2 separate regions of the Cricetulus griseus genome follow, and region 2 is linked to region 1. A link is a contact called in public Hi-C data. All regions are on one chromosome and are shown on one strand. The core of a region is the stretch at or near the end of the contact, and the rest is flanking DNA. Distances in the headings are between cores, read along the strand shown. Region 1 holds the start of LOC113836797 (heparan sulfate glucosamine 3-O-sulfotransferase 3B1). Region 2 holds the start of LOC113836795 (heparan sulfate glucosamine 3-O-sulfotransferase 3A1).

Region 1 (2,883 bases), core at 159-2,658:
CCCCATTTCTCAATCAATGGTCCAGGGATCTCCTTTGAGCCTGGACATGTACTAGGTCCGCGGAAACTCGAGGACTTGCCCAGCTCTCTCCGCTCAGAGACCCGGGAGGAGCAACGCACCGGTAGCTCCTAGGGCGCCCAGAAGCCTTCGAAGTGGCTGCGGGCTGCAGTGCTCGCCTTTGCCCGACAGGGACCAGCACAGCTCCACGCCCGGCGCGCCGCAGCCAGCAAAGCCGCGCAGCCACCTCGCCACCCTCCCAAACACAAGGGGCTCGCTAGCCAAGCGGATCAGACCCCTTCGGGTTCCGGTAACAAGGAGAATTGTAACAAAAAGTTAACAGACTCGAGGCGGCCTTGGCGCGGTGCCTTAGCCTGCGCCCTTCTCCGCATCTGGGCAACAGAAGCGACTCTAGCGGTTGGTGTATGGAGGAGGCTGCGACCCAGAGGCGCACAACACTGCCACAGCACTCCTTCCCAGGTCCCGGGCTGCGAGAACGACAACAAAATCCTAGCCGAGTTATTCGAGTGGGATATTGCCACCGCTGGAGGGTAGACGGTTCCTCTGGCACTTTCCCAGTAGCTGCCCGGTGTCTTTGCAGCCAGGTCGCCTGAATGATTCTAGCGCGCAGCGGAGCCACCGCGCCCCGCTACAAGTTTCTGTAAGTTGCTGTCACAGCCTAGCCTGGTGCACCGGGATTCTCTGCCACCGCCCACCCGCAAGGTGAATTCGCTCTTCGGTCCCTGCCCTCCTTCGATTGCCCTAAGTTGTACCCTCCCCACCTGACGATTATCGGCTCTGTGGGGGCTCACGGTCGGGATCGCGGCCAGTGCAGCGGTCCCTGGAAAAGAAACTTACCGGTACCAGGCGAGGCCCTTGTGGTAGCTGCGGTCGAAGAAGTGGGGCTCGGCGCCCACGGCGCGCACGTCGGGGTGCACGCGCAGGAACTCCAGTAGCGCCCTCGTGCCACCCTTCTTCACGCCGATGATGATGGCCTGCGGCAGCTGCTTGCTCCCGGAGCCGCTGAAGAAGCTGGAGATGGGGCTGGGGGAGTCCGGTACCTCCGGACTCTGCTCCTCCTGGCTCCTGGCGACTACTGTCTTATCCTTGCCTACAGCCAGTGAGTTGGCCGGCGGCCCCCGAAAAGGCATCTTAGGGGATGTCTCATTCGGAGCTGTGACCAGAGCAGGCTGAGCATGAGCAGCGCGGGATCCCGAGCCCAGGAGCAGCAGGCCGGGCGCGGCAGTGCAAGAGCCGGCGCACGAGTACAGGAACATGTAGAGCCAGATGCAGAGCATGGCGAAGAGCAGCGCGAGCTTCCTCCTCACCGGCGGCGGGGGCGGCGGCGGCTGTGGCAGGAGCCGGCCCGGGACATCGAGGCAGGACCGGCCGCCGCTCAGGCGCTGCCCCATGCGCGGCCCGCGGGCGCGGCCAGGGGCATGGCTCAGCACATGGCTCGAGTCCTGCCGGAGCCGAGAGCACCGGGACGGTCCCCTGCCGTTCTGCGCCCGAGGGATTCGGTTTATTGCCCTCGTGTGCGCGCGGCTGCCGAGGCTGCGGCTCTTCCCCGGGTGGCGGCGGCAGCTGCAGCAGCGACGACTCTTGACATGTTGCCCACCAGAACCCGGCACTGGAATGCAAAGTCCGGGCGGCGGGAACTGCGGGTAGACGCGCTGCGGAGGATGCTGTACCCCGTACCCCGGATACTCTGGACGGGGCGCACGGCAGCTCGCCGGGGCTGCCTCCTTGCAGCCAGGAGATTGAGAGCAGCCCCGGCGCTTGCCCGCAGAGGCTGCGGAGGAGAACTGCGCAGGAAGAGAGCTCCGCACTGAGGTGGAGTGGGCGGTCCCGGCCTTCCGAGTGACGGGCCGCGCTACCTACCAGGAACCGCGAGCAGCATGCAAATGTCAGAGCTTCACCAAGTCGAAACATCCAATCGTCTCTAGGAACGTGGGGGTGTGGAAAGGGCTCGGAAAGGGGGGGAGAGCAGTCTGGGGTTACTATTGGCTTCAGAACCCAAGGGGCGGGCTTGGGGAGGCAGGGCCACCGGCTGGTGACAGGAGCAGATAGTGAAGATGCTGGAGTGACCCAGCGCTGGAAGAGGTCCCACCCAGTTGAGTGGCGCTCCCCTGTACACGCGCGCTTTTCTGCACTCGATCCTAGAGCCAGCCTTGGCTGTAGTCGTCTTGTGCAGTCCCCATCCAAGAGTTCCGCCATCCGGTACCTGACTGTAAGAGTTGCAGAGCAGAGATTGGGATGGAAGAGGGAAAGCCAACCCGACATATATCAAGCAACAACAGGGGAGGGCCCCAACAGACGCCGATTTAGGAAGTTTAAGCTAGGAAAATCTGGGCGAAAGTCACTGACAACCTTTTCCCCAGCCTATTTTAATATTTGTTGAGAGCGGTCTCCTTGGGCTTGCGGGTTAACCGGGATAGACTAAACTCTACGTAGTGCTTTCCAAACTGTCTTGAAAGGACTGGGGAGGGAAGTGGTCTGCTTAATTGTAAGACCTTAGCTGAAACTTTAAGTCGCATGTAGGAGGTTTTATATGGGTATCTGTTCCTTGGCAACACTAATTTGATAAATACTCTAACTTCCCTTTCTCTTAAATAAACAATAACGCCAGTATCTGCCCCGCTTAGGAAATTATTTGGTTTTCTGACCTATGACATTGATTCTTAGGCGTTTTTCTCCAGTAACCTTTTTTTTTTTTAAGTCAAATGTCAATATGAGGCACATCCACGAGTAGTGAGTAGCACTTATTTAATAGTGAAATTCTTCCTAATTTCGCACCTTTGTCCAAGGGAGTGGCGGGGACGAGGTCTTCGTAGAAACTGTCAGCGCTGGTGCAGGAACCCGGGCGCTAGTGCTCGGTAGTGCCAA
Region 2 (3,074 bases), core at 201-2,700, 490 kb after region 1:
TTTTAAAAATCTTAATTTCTACTTTTGATTTATTTAGGATGTTTCCTAAGGGGTTCCTTTCTAGGTTCTGAGTGACTCTTAATCCTTTTAAGTAAGTCCAAAGGAAAAAGCAAAATGCGGCTTATCAAGAGGCCTCGGTGGACGGTAAAGTAGAAGTCCACCTACCCCGAAGAATTCTCTTTGCCCAGACAAATCAGGCCGTGGCCTGCCTCCAGGAACTCCTGAAAACAAAACTTCAGAAGTCTCTGGGATGAGGAGAGGATGGGATGGATTGGTTGGAGAAGGGTAGGGATGCAGAACCTGGGACAAGTGGAAGCAGGGAACTGGGATCTAGGGGGCGCCAAGGCCGCGAAAGGCTAAACTGACCTGGACAGGCTTGGGAAACCCTAATCGGGCGGCTAGGGGCTGAAGTGGTGGGCAGCAGACCCGGACAATGGCACAGGCCCTAGTTGTCAGTCTGACAGCGGCCCAGAGACCTGGTGGTGGGGAGGGGCGTCGCCTCTGTTGCCCCCGCCCTCTCCAGTGTATTGGGCGGAGCCTCGCCACCTTTTTTTTTTTTTTTTCCTGTCCCACCCCTCTGGCCCCTCTAGCTCGGCCCTGTGCCTCTGCTCGGCACCCCAACGCGGATCCCTGGGTTGGTCTAGTCTGGGCCATTGACGTCACCACCAAGTTTGCCTTCCTTCGCGTCCCACGTGTGGCGGTAGAGGCCAAGGAGGCTGCAGGGAGTATCTAGGAGCACAGTGGCAGCGGCCGCTGACAGGTCCCCAGCAGAGGGTCCACTCCAGGCAGCTCCCAGCTGGGGCCCCAGAGGAGTGGGTAGACTTCCGGAGCGCCCCAAGAGGCCAGAAGACTCGAGTTCTACTCAGACAGAGAGGCTAAGGGGACCTGGCTCCGTGCTGAGACCCAGAGTGCGCTCCTGGGAGGGCCAGGAGAACAGAGCAGCCAGCGGCTGGGGAAAAACGGTCACTCGCTTTGTCCAGAGCGCACACAGCTCTGCGGTCCGGCAACTCCGCGTCCCTTCCACTGGGACCGAGCCAAGGATGCACGGTCGCTGAGGACAGATCCGCACCAAGTGGCCACTGAGGACCCTGCTGAGCCCAGCGCCTTTGCCACCTCTGCGGCACTGTCTTGACCAGCGACTCTCGGGACCCAGAGCGCCGAGCTCTGCCCAGCTAGGCTCAGGACTCGGTCACATTTCAGACCCGAGACGATGGTTTCTTAAGCACGGCCCCGAACCCCTTTCTGCCCCTTCGTCCGGAGCCCGGGACCCCGAGAAGGGCTCGCGGCTTTTGGTCCCCGCTCCAGCTCTGGCCGCCGCCCCGCGGGGCAGCTCTTGCGCACGCAGTGGCGCTCGGGCGATGTGGCCGCAGGGCAGCGAGCTGGATGGCAGGGCACCCGGCACAGTCCCGGCCTAGCATGGCCCGCGCGTCGTCAGTCGCCTTCGGCTAGGATGGCCCCCTCGGGCCCCGCCGGTGCCCAGCCCAGCCCGGCTGAGCCACTGTCGCGCAGTATCTTCAGGAAGTTCTTGCTGATGCTCTGCTCGCTACTCACTTCCCTCTATGTCTTCTACTGCCTGGCCGAGCGCTGCCAGCCCGGGTCAGGCCCCGTCGCTGGAGTCCCGGGGCGCGGTGTCCCTGCAGGACCGAGGGAGTTGGCGGCGTGGCCCGCGGGGGCGCAAAGGAAGCGCCTCCTGCAGCTGCGGCAGCGGCGGAGGCGCGGGCGGCCCGGGCCAGGCTACAACAGCGACCAGGACGAGCAGAACCCGGGGCTGGCCGCCTCTCCAGGAGGCTCTGGGGCGGGAAGCAGCGTGGCAGAGGCCCAGTCGGGGACCCTGGCCCTACTCCTGGATGAGGGTAGCAAGCAGCTGCCGCAGGCCATCATCATTGGTGTGAAGAAGGGCGGCACGAGGGCGCTGCTGGAGTTCCTGCGCGTGCACCCCGACGTGCGCGCAGTGGGCGCCGAGCCCCACTTTTTCGACCGCAGCTACCACAAGGGCCTCGACTGGTACCGGTGAGCTTGGGAGCCCCTCATGGGCATTTCGGAGTGCAGGCTGACCAGAGGGGGAGACTTGGGAAGGGTGGCAAAGGGGAAGCAGTAGCTGTCCCCAACTAGGGCTTTCATTCTCTCCCCTCTCCTTTGGGGAGGGGCAGATTGAGAGAGGAAAGGCTGTTGTCTTGATTTTAATCCTAAAAACATACCGAAGTCACCCTTGTATTTAGATAAAGGAAAATAAAGAGAAAGGCGGGAGAGAGTTTTCTTTAAAGTTAGAAACCTGTTCGTCATTACTGAGCTATCTCAGCAAAGGAAGCTTGTTTCTCTTCCTTTATCTTTGGGGTAATACCCTGTGGTTAACATGATCTTTATTTGCCTTGACCTTTTGCCTGATAGTTGTCCAAGGTGGTAAGTCATATAGAGACTTAGTAAAAGTGTCAAGTGCCCGGGAGTTCATGTAGTTTAGATAATCTATGTCCCAACAAGGGCCAGCAGCCAGTCGCTGGGTTTTAAAGAACATTTCCTTGGTAATACCGTTGGCCTGACAGAAACGTCTCTAAAGAGCTCCGAAAAATTATCTTTACAAATAAGACTGCTAACTTTAAAAGGGGGAAGAGATTAAAAAAATAAAGAATCATAGGAAAATGCAGTGAAGAGTGAACTTCATTTACAAGGTAAGCTTATTTGCCAGTGTCAAATTCAGATCACCTATAATGTAAGAGTTAGCTAAACTCCAATAAATTCTAGCGTGGCCTGGATTTAGTTTGAGGTAAAAATACTGATCCACCCCCCTCCTCCAAGTTCAAGGAAAAATCATATGGTTAGAATTTTCCCATTTTATAAAGTTCAGCCTGTTCATAAAATATTCATTCTCATTATAACTGAAACAATATTAGAAAAGTTATGACACAATTGAGATACACGGAAGGAATCATTCATAAACCGGAGCCGGGCATGATGCGACTAGTGTATTTCATGTGTGGAGTCAAGAACATGTTCTGATTGATTTCAGGGGCTGAATTTATAGGTTAGTCCTAAAAAAAAATTCAGATCCAAACATTAAACACTTCTAAAAACAGTAA

What was found. Hi-C and Micro-C count contacts between places; a contact is called where the count stands out from the background.
Region 2: a Hi-C map of fibroblasts shows a contact between it and region 1, with 6 times the contacts expected there. The contact joins the promoter of LOC113836795 here to the promoter of LOC113836797 in region 1. A contact is called at or near these places in 2 of 8 Hi-C or Micro-C datasets (the CHK-Q cell line and fibroblasts).

Annotation. Positions count from the first base shown.
Region 1 is chr7:77,887,405-77,890,287 of CriGri-PICRH-1.0, forward strand. It overlaps LOC113836797 (heparan sulfate glucosamine 3-O-sulfotransferase 3B1), which reads right to left and starts at 1,409. Exons shown (of 2, transcript XM_027427154.2): 1 at 856-1,409. The coding sequence starts at 1,409.
Region 2 is chr7:78,374,326-78,377,399 of CriGri-PICRH-1.0, forward strand. It overlaps LOC113836795 (heparan sulfate glucosamine 3-O-sulfotransferase 3A1), which reads left to right and starts at 1,451. Exons shown (of 2, transcript XM_027427152.2): 1 at 1,451-2,010. The coding sequence starts at 1,451.